Regions from separate parts of the Ovis aries genome. Here region 2 is linked to region 1. The links are chromatin contacts, called in public Hi-C maps. All regions are on one chromosome and are shown on one strand. Each heading gives the region's core, a stretch centred on a gene start, on an enhancer-like site or on the middle of the called end of the contact. The rest is flanking DNA. Distances are from core to core; before and after follow the strand shown. Region 1 holds the start of TMED2 (transmembrane p24 trafficking protein 2). Region 2 holds the start of SBNO1 (strawberry notch homolog 1).

Evidence for each region. A called contact is a pair of places that touch in the nucleus more often than the background predicts.
Region 2: a Hi-C map of liver shows a contact between it and region 1, with 4 times the contacts expected there. The contact joins the promoter of SBNO1 here to the promoter of TMED2 in region 1. A contact is called at or near these places in 7 of 16 Hi-C or Micro-C datasets (blood, liver, mixed tissues and 2 more).

The regions. Positions count from the first base shown.
Region 1 is chr17:52,130,525-52,134,065 of ARS-UI_Ramb_v3.0, reverse strand. It overlaps TMED2 (transmembrane p24 trafficking protein 2), which reads left to right and starts at 1,918. Exons shown (of 4, transcript XM_027956423.2): 1 at 1,918-2,187. The coding sequence starts at 2,008.
Region 2 is chr17:52,278,362-52,281,902 of ARS-UI_Ramb_v3.0, reverse strand. It overlaps SBNO1 (strawberry notch homolog 1), which reads right to left and starts at 1,852. Exons shown (of 31, transcript XM_060401102.1): 1 at 1,704-1,852.

The DNA of each region.
Region 1 (3,541 bases), core at 669-3,168:
AAAGCTGAAGCTCCAGTACTTTGGCCACCTCATGTGAAGAGTCGACTCATTGGAAAAGACTCTGATGCTGGGAGGGATTGGGGGCAGGAGGAGAAGGGGACGACCGAGGATGAGATGGCTGGATGGCATCACGGACTCGATGGACGTGAGTGAGTGAACTCTGGGAGTTGGTGATGGACAGGGAGGCCTGGCGTGCTGCGATTCATGGGGTCGCAAAGAGTCGGACACGATTGAGTGACTGAACTGAACTTAACTGAGTTCAATAACATACCATCATAGCCAGGAAACTTCCATCATCACCCTAATTGTACTTATTTCTTGACACCTGCCCAGGAAACTGGATATTGGGCCATTACTGCCCCCTATTGCCTGTTAGTCTTTGAAGAAATAATTCCCCAAAACATGCACAGCCCATGGCATCATCTGATTTTCATGATAACTTTACTAGATAAGCAAAGAGTGTGGTGTCATATTTTTTACAGATACGGAAATTAAGGTTCAGAGAGGTAATGGAACATAAATAAGGTCACACAGCTATGTGCAAAGCTTGAGTAACAACCCAGATCTCCTCATGCTCAGGCCAGTTCAGTGAACTTGACATGTCAACTACCATGTCATGGGTGAGGTTTTTTTTTGTGGGGCTTCCCTGGTGGCTCAGAGGGTAAAGTGTCTGCCTGCAATGCAGGAGACCTGGGTTCGATGCCTGGGTCAGGAAGACCCCCTGGAGAAGGAAATGGCACGCCACTCCAGTACTCTTGCCTGGAAAATCCCATGGATAGAGAAGCCTGGTAGACTACAGTCCATGGGATCGCAAAGAGTCAGACACGGCTGAGTGACTTCACTTTCTTTATGGTAGGGCCTAAGAGTACAGCACACAAGCACAGGTATGCAAAAACTAGTGCCTCGGGAGTGACTGGTAAATAAATGACTGTAACTCTAAGCACAGAGGAAGGGGCTAGTATTGTGCAAGGGGGAGGTCTAGAGCTGACATTTGAGTTGGGTTTTGAGGGATGTGTAGGAGTACCTCAGGAGGCAAAGGGTGGGGAAAAAATTGTCTTAGTAGCTGGCAATATTTAAGGGGGTGCAGGGTGTCAGCAAGACTTTTGGGGAGGTGAGAGACTTCTTATTTTGGAGGATGTAGCCAAGGGAAAGTTTTTTTTGTGTGCATGTGGTTGTAATATAGACATACAGTAAAGCAAAAAATATGGAGCGCTACTCAAGGATACAGCTTGAGCTATTAAAAAAAGCATATGTAAACACTCGTGTACCCATCGTTTAGTGACGATACATCTTCCTGGAGTGAGTTGCCATTCCCTTCTCCAGAGGATCTTCCTGACCCAAGGATCAAAGCTGGGTCTCTCGCATTATGGGCGGGGTCTTTACCATCTGAGCCACCAGGGAAGCCTTTTACATTAACATCTACCCATCATTTAGTGACGATATGATATAACATTTCCAAAATCGCTTAAGTTTCCCTCGTGCCCCTTCCCAATCTATACGCACCCCCGTCTTTTCCCCGTCGTTTTTTTTTTTTTTTGAGTGACAGGAAGTTAACATAAAAGTTCAAAGCCTTTGGCTTCAGCCCCATCTCCTTATACTCCTATTGCTGCCTCCAAATCTTTCGCTATCTTTATGGATAATCCTAAGAGCGTCTTGCACGAGGCAGAGGAGGTTTCTTGATACTACCGCTTTCTAGTACGGCCCATGGAAATTTAGGCAGTACATGAATGGAACTAGTGACGGAGACGATGGTTTCTGGTCCTTCTGAGCCACCGTCCAGGCTCGAGACGCGCGGAGCATTCTTGTCCCTCGGCGGCCGCCGTGCGTCCGTTACGTGGCAGCTACGGGCGCCAGCCAATCCGCGGCGCCCGCATCAGCCCCCTCGGGCGGCGCAGCCGGAAGGGGCGGAGCTGAGGCAGCGGCGGCTGAAAAGGCAGCGGTGGCGGCAGCGACGACGGCGGCTCCGGAGGCCGCAGTCCCGGTCCTGGCTTCGCCCGCAGCCCCACCATGGTGACGCTAGCTGAGCTGCTGGTGCTCCTGGCCGCCCTCCTGGCCACGGCCTCGGGCTACTTCGTCAGCATTGACGCGCATGCAGAGGAGTGCTTCTTCGAGCGGGTCACCTCGGGCACCAAGATGGGCCTCATCTTCGAGGTGGCGGAGGGCGGCTTCCTGGACATCGACGTGGAGGTGCGGGCGCGCTGCCCGAAGCGGGGGCCCGCGGCCGCTCGGGGGTTGGCGGCGCCCGGGGCCCGCGCGGGGCCAGCGTGGAGAGCGGGACCCGGAGGCCGCTGTCCGATTCCAGGGAGGGGCCTGGGCCGCCACCCGGCGACCCCCTAACGGCCCTTTCCCTCGCACCCGCCCGGTTTCCGAGCTCCGCTCGGGAGACGGAACCGTTGCTTGGCTGCTTTGGATTCTCAGTTTGAACGGCTGGTTCCCCTTGGAACCCCTCGCCGAGCTTTGTCTACCAGGCGCCGCGTGTCATCTCTGGGCCCAGGAGGCGCTACACGGTCTTGTTTAGCTGATGGCAGGTCTCGATCCGGGCAGCAGCTGCTTCCCTTCCTAGCGCGAATTAAAGTTGGGACGTGGCATGGAAACTTCTGAAAAAGTAAATCGGAAGCTGTTGAGGAATGCTAGGTAGACGTTCGCGTTGTGTTTGCCTTTATTTTTCGTAGAAACGACCCGAGTTAACCCGTTCTTACGCAGACCTTCGGATACCTCGGTTAGTCATCTCTGATTAAGAGAGTGGAGTTGCGTTATGCGTTTTAGAAGTGATTGCAGTAAAGTATCTGTGGAGAAAACGGAAAATCGTTTTAAGAAACCAGCAGTCCCTAAATTTTGTCGTATATCATTTTCTTTAAACTAAAAGAATGACTCGCCTCTAACTTTTTTAAGGAAACCAGATGGAATGAATATTTAAACCTACCGGTTAGCATGATTAATTGTGTCTATGGGTTTTCCCATCTAACAGTTAACGTCAGCAGAGTTGGGCATAAATTACACAAAACAAGTGAAGTTCAGAAATAAGGGGATAATGGAGGTAATAACTGTTAAAATTACCGCTTGAGAGATCAGCTCTTTCAGTCTGCAGGTGGCACGGGCTTCATAAGAGGAACTACTTGAGCAAGGTCTAACAACTGATTTGGAGCACACTGGGATGAGAACATGGGTCTCTGAATTTCCAGTTTCTCTAGTCTTTTTCCTTAAGTCCTTAGGCATATAAGATAAAGCAGATTCCTTTACCAGTAGGCAGTAATCAGTCAGGAAAACCTCGATGTGTAGGCTTGCTCAAAGTTCTTAGTTTTAAAAGAGATTTCTTTTTTGTTGTTTTGATATTAATAGCTACATATTTGTCTGTTGGTGGTATTGGGCCACTTGAAGACAACTGTATGGTGTGGTTTCTGTTTCTGATTGGTTTACTAAGTTGGAAAATTAAGACAAATGTAGTCAGAGTTGAAAGGTATTCAGAGAGCCTTGTTTCTTAAATGGGAGAACTGTAGCCCAAAGAGATTACTGTCAGTAACTGAAGTGGATCGAAGTTCAG
Region 2 (3,541 bases), core at 603-3,102, 150 kb before region 1:
AATGAATTCATCAACTATAAGTCACTCACTAAGCCTCCCTTTTTAACACTTCTCCAGCAACTGAACTAAAATTTACTTAAATTTCTTAAGAACTGTAAGGAATAAATTTAGACTGGAAATAAACTGGGAGATAAAAAGCAGAAGCCAGAGGAAAACGGTAAAGATGTCTTCTCTGGTAAGGTAAACACTGGAAGCAACTTCTTTAAACATGAAAATAAAACGTCCCCTTGCTTGCAAAACTCATGTCCTACCAGCAGTAAATTCTACATTTTACCCTAGAAATTCTGTACAGACTATCTTTTGTGCAGTGATGAAGGCTTTCCCCACTGCTTACAAAAATCAGTTGTGACTGCAGTAAATAACTGGGAAAATATGGGATCCCTTCGCACTGTTAGCTGGTTTAAGTGACTGCAACTGTTAGGAGGAACAGCGATAGAGAGCAACTAAGGACTTGACAGCTTTCTGGGCCCTCCTTGGCCGACACTTTAGAACCCCATTCCGTCTGTAATTCTGGTTACACTGAGAATATGAAATATTTAACTCAACATAAACTGCTAATAATCAACTTCAAAGGTCAAAGGGGACCCAGCTTTTAACCTTCTCTCATCAACACGTGTTCAGTACAAACTTCCGGGTGCAGTTACAATTGGCTGCGCAATTCAATGGATAAAAACGTTGCTTTCTTTGACTCTCATTTTCTCTCCCGTTCTTTTCCCACGTTTCTCAACCAACTACTCCCCAAAACAAAAGCCTCCCACAGTTAACCGAGCACGCACATAAAAAAGAGCTTCTCTGCGCGAGGATCAAGTTAGTGGTCCGCAAACATTAACCAAACAGAAGCACAAAGCCGAGGTGGAAAGGGGAGGAGCTGGATGCCAGGGTCAGGAAAGAAACAATCACAAGGGTTCAGGAACATCCAAATCTCCTCAGCGGTTAAACCGACTTCAAACCACTTCTGGGAAACCACCAGCATACACTGGTTTGGGGAACTTTAGATGCTCGTTACGCCAAACACTCTCAAAGTAAGCAAATCCCCAACCGACTTGCCCCTCCACAGAAATGCCTGCTTAGCGTCTAGGAGGCGGGCGGGCGAGCGAGCTCGGGGCAAAATTAACCTCATCACTGGGTGAAGCGTGAAGGTGGCCCCACGTGTCCCACGTACCGTCCCCACCACCCCGACGGCGAGGTGACCAGCAAATTGTAGGTGCGGTGTCCTGACGCTCCCCGCACTCTCGCCCTGAACCGGAGCAATCCTTGGGTACGAGGACTTTTGAAGGATTGCGGAGCTCACTTTCCTGCGGGTCCCAGGACCTCACAGACCCCTGGTCTAGCTGAGGAACCAAAGAGGGCGACCCAAGCAGAGCCGGAGCCGGCGTCCGCAGACGCTGACTCCTCGCTTAAACGAGGTGTCTCCAACCCCGGACAGCGGGGCCCTCGGGGCCCGAGAGCTCCACGCGCGGCGACCGCAGGGCCCGGCGCTGACGGGCGGAGGAAACGAGCGCGGCGGGGCCGCCGCCAGGACCGTGCCCCCGAAGACCCCGGGGCGCGCAGCGGAGGGGGCGGCGAGGGAGGCCCCAAGCCAGGGTGAGGTGGCGGGCCCCCCCCTCAGCCCGGCCCTGCACGGCCCCCTGAAGAGGGTGGGAGTGGGAGGCTGTCCGGGAGAAGGAGTGTGGAGGCAGAAAAGGGATAAGAGGTGGACTTACTTTCCCCGCCGGATCCGACACCGGAACAGATTCTCTCAGGTGACTAGAGCTTGAAGAACCAGAGGCGACGGGAGCGGAGGCGGCGGTGGCGGCGGCAGCAGCGGCGTCCGGCTCTGCCTACCTCCCCGCCGCCATCTTGACGCCCCTCCCCCCAAGCCCCCCCGCCCCACGGGGAGGGGGTGGGGCGACGGATGAGGCGCCGCGCGCACGCAGCGCGCGCCGCGCGACCCACGTGACTTCCTCCCTCCCCCCCCCCCACAACACCCCACTCCCTAGCACCTCTCCGCCCCGCCTCCCTCCTAGGTGAAGGAAGATGATTTCCACCCCCCCATGACTGCCCCCTGCCTTCGCCGCCAAGCACGAACTCCGTCGCTCCCGCCGACCGGGTACCAGTGGTTGGATCCAAGGGAATTCCGGAACCCAAACGGTCCATTACCGCGGCTCCCGGGTGGGCGAGGGGTGAGGGGGCCGGGCTTCCGAGAAGGGGGAGGGGGGGAAGGCGAAGGCCGCCTAGGAGAGTCACGTGTCTACTGCTTCCGCCGGCGCTCGAAAGACCTCGCGAGAGTTCCGTTCCTCCGCCCTTTCTCCCCCGCGGGCTGTCGGGAAGAAGGTCGGTGCTTTGACTTGCCACGAGGAGGTCAGCTGGTGGGCCGGGCGCATGCGTGCCACACCTACTTTCAAAGTCCGGCTAGGAGGGGCCTGAAGCTGTTTTCAAAACGTTTTTGGTGTGTGGCTTTGGCCCAGGAAGTTATCTAGTAGTGTCTCTGTCACTTTGAAACGCTTGTTACCTTAGTGAGTTCTAGAAGAAAATATTCGCCTACTTATTGTTTCTTAGGCTTGCTCAGAGCACTTTATTTAATGTGAAACCGCAAGTAACTGGAGCCCCTCGGCTGTTTCATTACCATAATCAGATCCTAAGGAGTGAGAGCGCGGTTAGCCCCTCTTTCTCTTTTTCTCGCGCACACCCACTAACCTGAACAAACTGTTGCTCTCAATTAATGATTGCTGCAGGTCTGTTGCTACCCCCCTCTTTTATTTTTGTATTCTCCGTTATGATTTTTGTTACTGGTACTACTACTAAATGACCTGACCCAGAATAAACAAATTAACTTGGTAACCCTTTTGTAAAGTCATCCTGAGAATGCTGTTTGAACCCGTTGCTTAGGTAATGGGCACGCTGGGTGATTCTTGCCCCCTACCGGTGGCGCGTCGAACTCGCCTTGTGCTCAAAGCAAATTTAGTGGTTTGGTTAACTTGGAGGTAAAAGTGTGAGCTCTTCTAGAGACAGTATGGGGCTAGGGGAGAGAGGGAAAAAAATTACGGCAAGAATAATTGAGTCTTCCAACGTAGTGTCTATATACATAAATATGTATTGTTCAGTTCATTCGCTCAGTCGTCGTGTCCGACTCTTTGCAACCCCGTGGCACAGGCCAGGCTTCCTGTCCATCACCAACTCCCTGAGCTTGCTCAAACTCATGTCCATACAATCAGTGATGCCATCCAACCATCTCGTCCTCTGTCGTCCCCTTCTCCTCCTTCCTTCAATCTTTCCCAGCATCAGGGTCTTTTCTAATGAGTCAGTTCGTCACATCAGGTGTATTGCAGCTTGAGCGTCAGTCCTTCAATGAATATTCAGGACTGATTTCCTTTAGGATGGACTAGTTTGATCCCCTTGCAGTCCAAGGGACGCTCAAGAGTCTTCTCAAACACCACAGTTCAAAAGCATCAATTCCTGTGTATTATATATGTGTGCTGCTGCTGCTGCTGCTAAGTCGCTTCAGTCGTGTCCGACTCTGTGCGACCCCATAAACGGCAGTCCACCAGGCTCCCCCGTCCCT